Regions from separate parts of the Mus musculus genome. Here region 2 is linked to region 1. Evidence: chromatin contacts called from public HiChIP or PLAC-seq data. All regions are on one chromosome and are shown on one strand. The core of a region is the stretch at or near the end of the contact, and the rest is flanking DNA. Distances in the headings are between cores, read along the strand shown.

What was found. HiChIP or PLAC-seq counts read pairs in DNA pulled down with a chosen protein or histone mark.
Region 2: a contact with region 1 is called in an H3K4me3 HiChIP or PLAC-seq map of the SCID.adh cell line, with 13 read pairs. The contact joins the enhancer-like site here to the promoter of Gpr65 in region 1. A contact is called at or near these places in 2 of 39 promoter capture datasets (embryonic stem cells and trophoblast stem cells), 3 of 484 Hi-C or Micro-C datasets (bone marrow-derived macrophages, cerebellum and nephron progenitors), 2 of 115 datasets of contacts at active chromatin or transcription factors (CD8 T cells and the SCID.adh cell line) and 1 of 9 other capture datasets (pancreatic islet).

Annotation. Positions count from the first base shown.
Region 1 is chr12:98,267,027-98,270,358 of GRCm38.p6, reverse strand. Gpr65 (G-protein coupled receptor 65) reads right to left here and starts at 1,724. Exons shown (of 2, transcript NM_008152.3): 1 at 1,645-1,724.
Region 2 is chr12:98,408,110-98,411,541 of GRCm38.p6, reverse strand. No RefSeq gene overlaps it. Among named protein-coding and RNA genes, the nearest start is that of Gm40893, 110 kb to the left of the region's middle. Within about 2 kb of position 1,776, at least 6 of the 459 cell types and tissues checked have an H3K27ac peak or open chromatin away from gene starts, as enhancers often do. A contact at or near this core is called in the SCID.adh cell line, where this site is marked.

The DNA.
Region 1 (3,332 bases), core at 475-2,974:
TCTGTATTCCAAGATAATGGCTGTCATCCTATAATCGTATTTCATCAACAGAGCAAAACCTAGCATTTACTGGTAACTACCACTCAGAAAAACCTTCTCGGTTCTTGAAGAAACCTTTAAAGGTTCTTGGTGAAGACAGAAAATGAAACTCTATGATCTGAACCACAAGAAGGGAAGGACCTGCATAAGCTGCTAAGGAGGGGGCTCTGATGAATGTCAGCATCACACCACTGGGTAGACTTATACACCCTAGGGGAAAACACCTAGGCTATAAAGGTCTCCTCTCTTGAGATAGGACTAAGAATGGAAGGGCAGGCAGTGGTGTGTTACTAAGCGAGTACATGTTTGTTTCTACAAAAGCAAAGACAGAGAAAATTATTTTAGTGAGGTTTTAGAGTTCTCAACAGGATAAATTCCTGTTTTAGCTATAAAAGTACTTCCTGCCTTGCTGAGAGCAGCCAGCCACCAACCAGCCAGGGGAGCTTGATGAAGCAGATAGCATCGTGTCTGTTGAGTAACAGGGGCAGCAGTATGTGCTTGTGGTTGCTTTTGGAAAGGTTCTCAAAGTTCTTAGGGGGGCGGGAGGGGGGGAAGAATCTGTGGTTTTTCTAAGTTTGTTTCCTCTCCTGTAAGTTAGTGCTCAGGCCATGGGGTTGCTGTGAGAATTAAATGAGATGCCCTGTGGGGCCAAGAGGGGAGCACAGGCAAAGCCTTCACCATATGTTAGCGTCTGCAGTGTACTGCTTTTCCTTCCGCTGCCCCACAGATTTCCTAAAAGGAAGTCATCCTTGACTGTCCGGCAAGCACATCACAGGCTAGCCTAGGGATCTTGTACCTGTGATGCCAAGCCAGCATTGCAGATAGCTCTAGTTAAGTCAATGAAAAATGCATCTAAAAAAAGGATATACAGAACATATTATTCCCGTATCTTTCCAAATATTATTTAGGATGCTTTAGTGAAATTTTGAGAATTTTTGCCACCCTCCCTCAAAATACAAATGATCTAAGTTTCAATTTTACGAAGCGCGAAAAAGACAATCTATGGTGTAGCTCTAAAAGTAATATGAATAATTGATGACGATAGCTAAAAGCAAATTGCTTGCATACAGCATTACAGAAACACTTTCACCTAAAGCATGCTTGCTGCCTATCAGGTCTCCACATGTCTCCGGTACTATGACAGTTATTTGTTAACAATTAGTTACAACGGATGCTTAATGATGCTGGAAACACAATTTTCTAACCTCACATGATTTCCGATGAATGTAAAAGCTATTCCTAGACTCGTGCACTGGTGGGGAGATAATAGCAGGTAGCTTTCCTGTCCAGGATGGTAGAGATTCTTTCTAAACCATCAGTTTGCCAACACACTGCATCCCGAGGAGAGCGCTGAGCACACATGGTCCCCTTTGTTATACCTATATCATCACCTAACCAGTTCTAAGTTTGAGTTCTGACATCCCCATACCACTGCTCAAAGTAGAAGAAACCATGTGTCTTCCTCATTTGCATCTCTCTCACAAAACTTGATCTTGTTACACTCACAAAGCCCAAACCAGAGGAAATGTTACATTGTTGATCATTATGCTAAAAAGTATACTATCTACTTTGAAATCTTGTTCTAGGTTTTAATCTCATACTCACCCCTGTTTCTGGAGGGATGCTTCTCTTGACTGAGGAGGCTGGCAAATCTGCTTGTATCAAGAAGAGAAACCAGCAGTGTTGTGGGGACAGGAAATTGCGCTCGTATTTTGTCATAAGCCAATGAGGAAGCAGCCTTTTAATGAGAAGGCTTACTTTGTCTGAGTTCAAGGATCCTTCTGTACTTTTAAGCGATGTTTGGGTCATTTACTGTCATGTGATTTTCATAACCCATTCTTTTTGTATCTTAATTATAAATGAATACTTATATGTATGCCTATTTCATGCATATGTATGTGTCTGATGTATGCACACATGTGTATGCAGCTGTGTCACCAGTATGCACTCTTTTGGAAACCAGGAACCTGTCCTGTTTGCCTTTCTCTGCCTTATGCCTCTGCACAGGGCCTCTTACTGATCCTGGAACTGGACTGGTGGCTAGCAAGCTCCAGTGATCTTCCTGTCTCAGCTTGTCCACTGTGTTGGGGCTCTCAGCATCCGCATTAGTTATGCATAGCTTTTAACTTGAGCACTAGGATCTCAGCCCAGGTCCTCATACTGTGCAGCAAGCACTCTTCCCCAGATTTTCATCTCTACACCCTCTGAATTTGATGCTGTTCTTAACATTGCAACCATTCAATCCTTTACATCATCTTCATCCTGTTCCTGCATCTGCCGTTAGATTGACTGTGCAGGCATCTACACAGGTCCTGACTATTCCGTGGAAATGAGCATAGCCCCATGTAAGAGAGGGCTATATTCGCTGACACCCTGGATGCCCCAGAAGCAGAGGTAGACGGTTCTAGATGCTCATGAATGAGACAGGATGAGTAATCTGGGTGTGAGGATGGAGAGGCTACTGTGGACCACTGTGGGGTGAGCTGGTTCATGAAGAATAAAGCAGAAGAGGCAGAATGGGATTGGTGATTACTGTGGTTTAACAGCAAAACTAGGCGGGGATGTGAGTAGGTCAAGAGAGCCAACTTTGGGAGAACTTTTTTCTGTTCTTCTGGGGAACTAATACGATTGGATGTATAGTATTTGATTACAGAATCACTTTCTCTTCTAGTAATCCTCTGGGAATAGAAAACAGTGATTCCTAAAAGCAGCTGATGGGACTGGACCAGACAAATAGATAATCATGCAATGTGAAAATGTGTTTATGAGTGCTATAGATTATTATTTTAAAACGCTAATGCAGTACTTTAACAAAGTAAAACTATAAGTAGTTAAATCAAAGTGAAATTAGTTTCTAGAACATCCCACTTTTGAGAAAAGTTAGACATAATTTTTAAACTGTATTCCAATAAACTTTGATTAGAAATTAAGGCTAGGATATTATTTTATAAGTACGAAATCAATTGAGAGTGGAAAATTCTAACTTAATTTTAGGCTCTACTCAGGATATGCCAAGTCTGTGTTTGTAGATGGAAAAAAAAAGTGCTCTTATGATATACTTGAGACATTTCTTCCCGCAGTTAACTGTGGTATAGAAGAGGAATGTAAAGGCTTTTGAAAATTCCTTAGTATATCTTTATGAATCATAAAAATATGCCGGCTGTGGTGGCACACATCTTTAATCCCAGCATCTGGGAGGCAGGGGCAGATGGATCTCTGAGTTCAAGGCTAGCCTGGTCTATCCAGTGAGTTCCAGGATAGATAGAGTACACTCTGGCTCAAAAACAAGCAAG
Region 2 (3,432 bases), core at 527-3,026, 140 kb before region 1:
TGAAAAGTGATAGGAAATATTGTGGGAAGCACAGAAACATTTTCCTAGGTGGCATTAGAGAAACTCAAAGGAGCTGAAAAAGCCTTTGGGATTAGGGAGAAAGGAATTCATCTCAAACGCTTGTCAATGTAAAAATCAGTGGGTGTGGAGGCATTGGCTCTCTCAGTTGGGATTCTGCACTGCTATATACAAGCTTCTTCTGGAAACCCTCTCTGCAGGCAGAACACTTGGATTCCTCTCTCTTCTCAAGCCCCCCGCCATTTCTTAGCTAATAGCCTTTCTGAATGAGAGGGACCATTCCTGGGAACTTGCCATCACTCTGGTTTCTCTGCATGCATGCAGATAACAGTCAACAAGAGTGTGCTCTATTCCTCTGGTCCATTCTTCCAGTCTTAGAGGTACTCACTGACTCCTCTGCCTTTAGGTTCTGTGATGGTATATCTGAGGGGCCAGGGCAGGTCTTTTGCCCCACTGCTCAAACATACTGAGACAAGTGTTACCTTAGTGGATTTCTTTGAACCCACATGGCCTGCCTTGAAGAACAGGTAGATGAATGATATGCTAACATAGACATCATTTAAACTATGCAGATGTTAGTTTGAAAGCTACCATATCAAAACTTTGGTTTGAGCATACATCAAATCCCTCCCTGCTGGTCTCTTTTCTGACAACTCTTTCAGATTAAGTCAGTGGCAAAACAGACCCCTTATTTCCTGAAGGTCACAGAACAGGCAGACTCAATAGGGACAGATCTATTTCTGCATTCATGGGTGGCTCGTTCTCCTTTAAGAGTTTCTAGCATATCCCAGATGCTTTAAAAAAAAAAATGCTGGTAGAAATTTTTTTTTTCCATTTTTTATTAGGTATTTAGCTCATTTACATTTCCAATGCTATACCAAAAGTCCCCCTTACCCACCCACCCCCACTCCCCTACCCACCCACTCCCCCCCTTTGGTCCTGGCGTTCCCCTGTACCGGGGCACACAAAGTCTGCGTGTCCAATGGGCCTCTCTTTCCAGTGATGGCCGACTAGGCCATCTTTTGATACTATTATTGTTATTATTAACTAGTTTACTTTGGGTGCATAGTTATTATTTATTCAATAGTTCTAGTATGAATTATTTTAAAAATTAGGCATTTCTTGGGTTATTGATCTTAGTGAGTCATAGTCTTGGACTTCAGCATTGTAATTGATACCCAGATAATTTAAGCCTTATTTCTATATTCCCAACTAAAGGAAAGTTTCAGTTTCATGATAGTGTTCTTGGGATTAAGTATGGTCTTTGTATAATCAAAAAGTTATCCTTAATAATTATTTGTTCAGGAAGTATTATTATTAGTGATAATTATCTACATTTTTCAGTATTTCTGTTTTAAAATTCAATATAGCAAATAAAATTGGAAATATGTCATCTGAATGTGTATATAACTATCAAACAGGTGTATGTATTATATTCAACAATTACCCACTTACTACCTGAAGGAGGGTGATTAGTAAGCCCTCGAAGGATGCTTTTGTTCAAAGTCCAACTCTAAATACTATTTATAAGCTATGTGTTCAAATTATATAGCATATTATGTGGTATTTCAATATTAAATATTGGTTCAATTTAGCTTGGTGACACAAGATGTGAAACTTATAAAATTTAATTATAGTATAAAAGTCTAACTTGGATTTGAAAAAAAAAAAATGCCTCATGCCAGCCTGAGGAGCCAGCCTTCTGTGTTCTTGCTGTTCCCTCTTGCTCCTGGTCTTTTTGTGGGGGAGCTCTTATGCTTCACAAATGTGAACTACTGCTTTATCCACTGGGGATGTCACCCTTGCTTGCTTTTGTTGAAAGGACCTGCTTACGTTTGTGAGGCTTTCTATGTCTTTAATTTTCCTTTGAGTGGAGCAGAGGCGGTATGGATGAATGTGAAACTTTCTCAGAGCATCCCCCCCCCCATTATTCTTGATTTTGCTTTTCAAAGAATGGACTTTCTGTCACGATCACTATTTGTTGACACATTTGTTTTTCTCAAAGTCTCAAAATGCCATGAGGAGATGAACCTTTTTGAGTTTACCCCTCCATATTCCCTGAAGCCAAAGTGAAATGCAGGCTGCTTCCATGAGTTTGGCTTTATACAACCTTGTATTTGCCTAGAAAACCTCTGTCTGATCTCTCCTTTGATTGTGTAATTAGACTGATAACTACACCTTTTCCAGTTTTTAGCAACTTTTAAGTTTCCAGGACATCGCAGGAGTCTACGATTGTACTTCTTCTCTGCCTCTTAGAAGGTCAAATGAGTTAAGAAAAGAATTGGCATTTTGACTAGCTTTCTCTCCTAAGAAGAAAATTTAGGTGCAAGCATCGTGGCAGAATGAAACCAGAGAGTTCTGAGGACAGTGCCTCCAATCGAAGCTCTAGTGCTGGTGACAGGATTGCTGGAAAAAGATTAAGATCTCTCATTGGTTAAAGATTAGACTGTTTAGCGGTGACTACTGAGTGACTTAGAGGACTTCAAACCGTCTCTTCACAGGAAGTTCCTCTCCTCAGATGAATATGATGTTTCAGGAGGGCGATAAAGGAAGTTTGCTTTTTGATCGTTTTATCCGCTAAGTTAAACATTTATTTGCACCTCCAGGGATAAAGGCATAGTAGTCTGATTAGGAGAAATCCCTAACGGGAAAGGGAATTAACCTTGGGCAGTTGGCACACCATGTTCTTATTTCGAAGGTTGTATGTTTCCAGGACAAAACGAGTTTCTCTTGTAATTTCTGTGCCGCATTAAAATATTATAAAGGCTTCAATAGAGGTACAGTAGGAGACAGGCCTGGGACCTGGAGTAGTTGGAACAAACCTCCTCTAACGCTTCTCCATTAGCTAGGTTTAGAATTGACCATCTTCTTAGTACTGTGATATTCTCTTCCAAAGGCGAGTACTTAGCATTTCCTCTCCCCATAAGCGATTCCTAAAGGACGAGTGGTCTAAAAACTGCCATAAGAGTAAACCAAAGCCACAAAAAGTTATAGCACTGACAATATATCAGAGCCCACATACATAGTCTCTCTTATAGTCTGTCTGCCTCTATTTCCTATACCCTCCCTTGGCAGGTATCCCATCTCTCTGGCATTGCTAACTTCTTGGGGTGTCAGGTGACACTGTCTCTACTCTCACAGTTTCCTGTATTACCCTTTCAGGGACTGGTCTTGCCATGCACTGCCTGCCCCAGCATCTTGCTCGCTCTCCCCCTGCCCCCCCCCTGTCTGCACTTCTTTGAGATCTTGGTGGAAGTTTTCATGATCTCATTTAACTCTTGCTTCTGTATGTCTCTAAAACTGTCCCATGTACAATGCCATGGTCTGCCACCAGCAGAATAGCTAAGAACATTAGTCTGGACCAAACAGTTCCCCTAAGATGTCCTGTGTGAATAGCCTTAGGCCTTTCTCCTT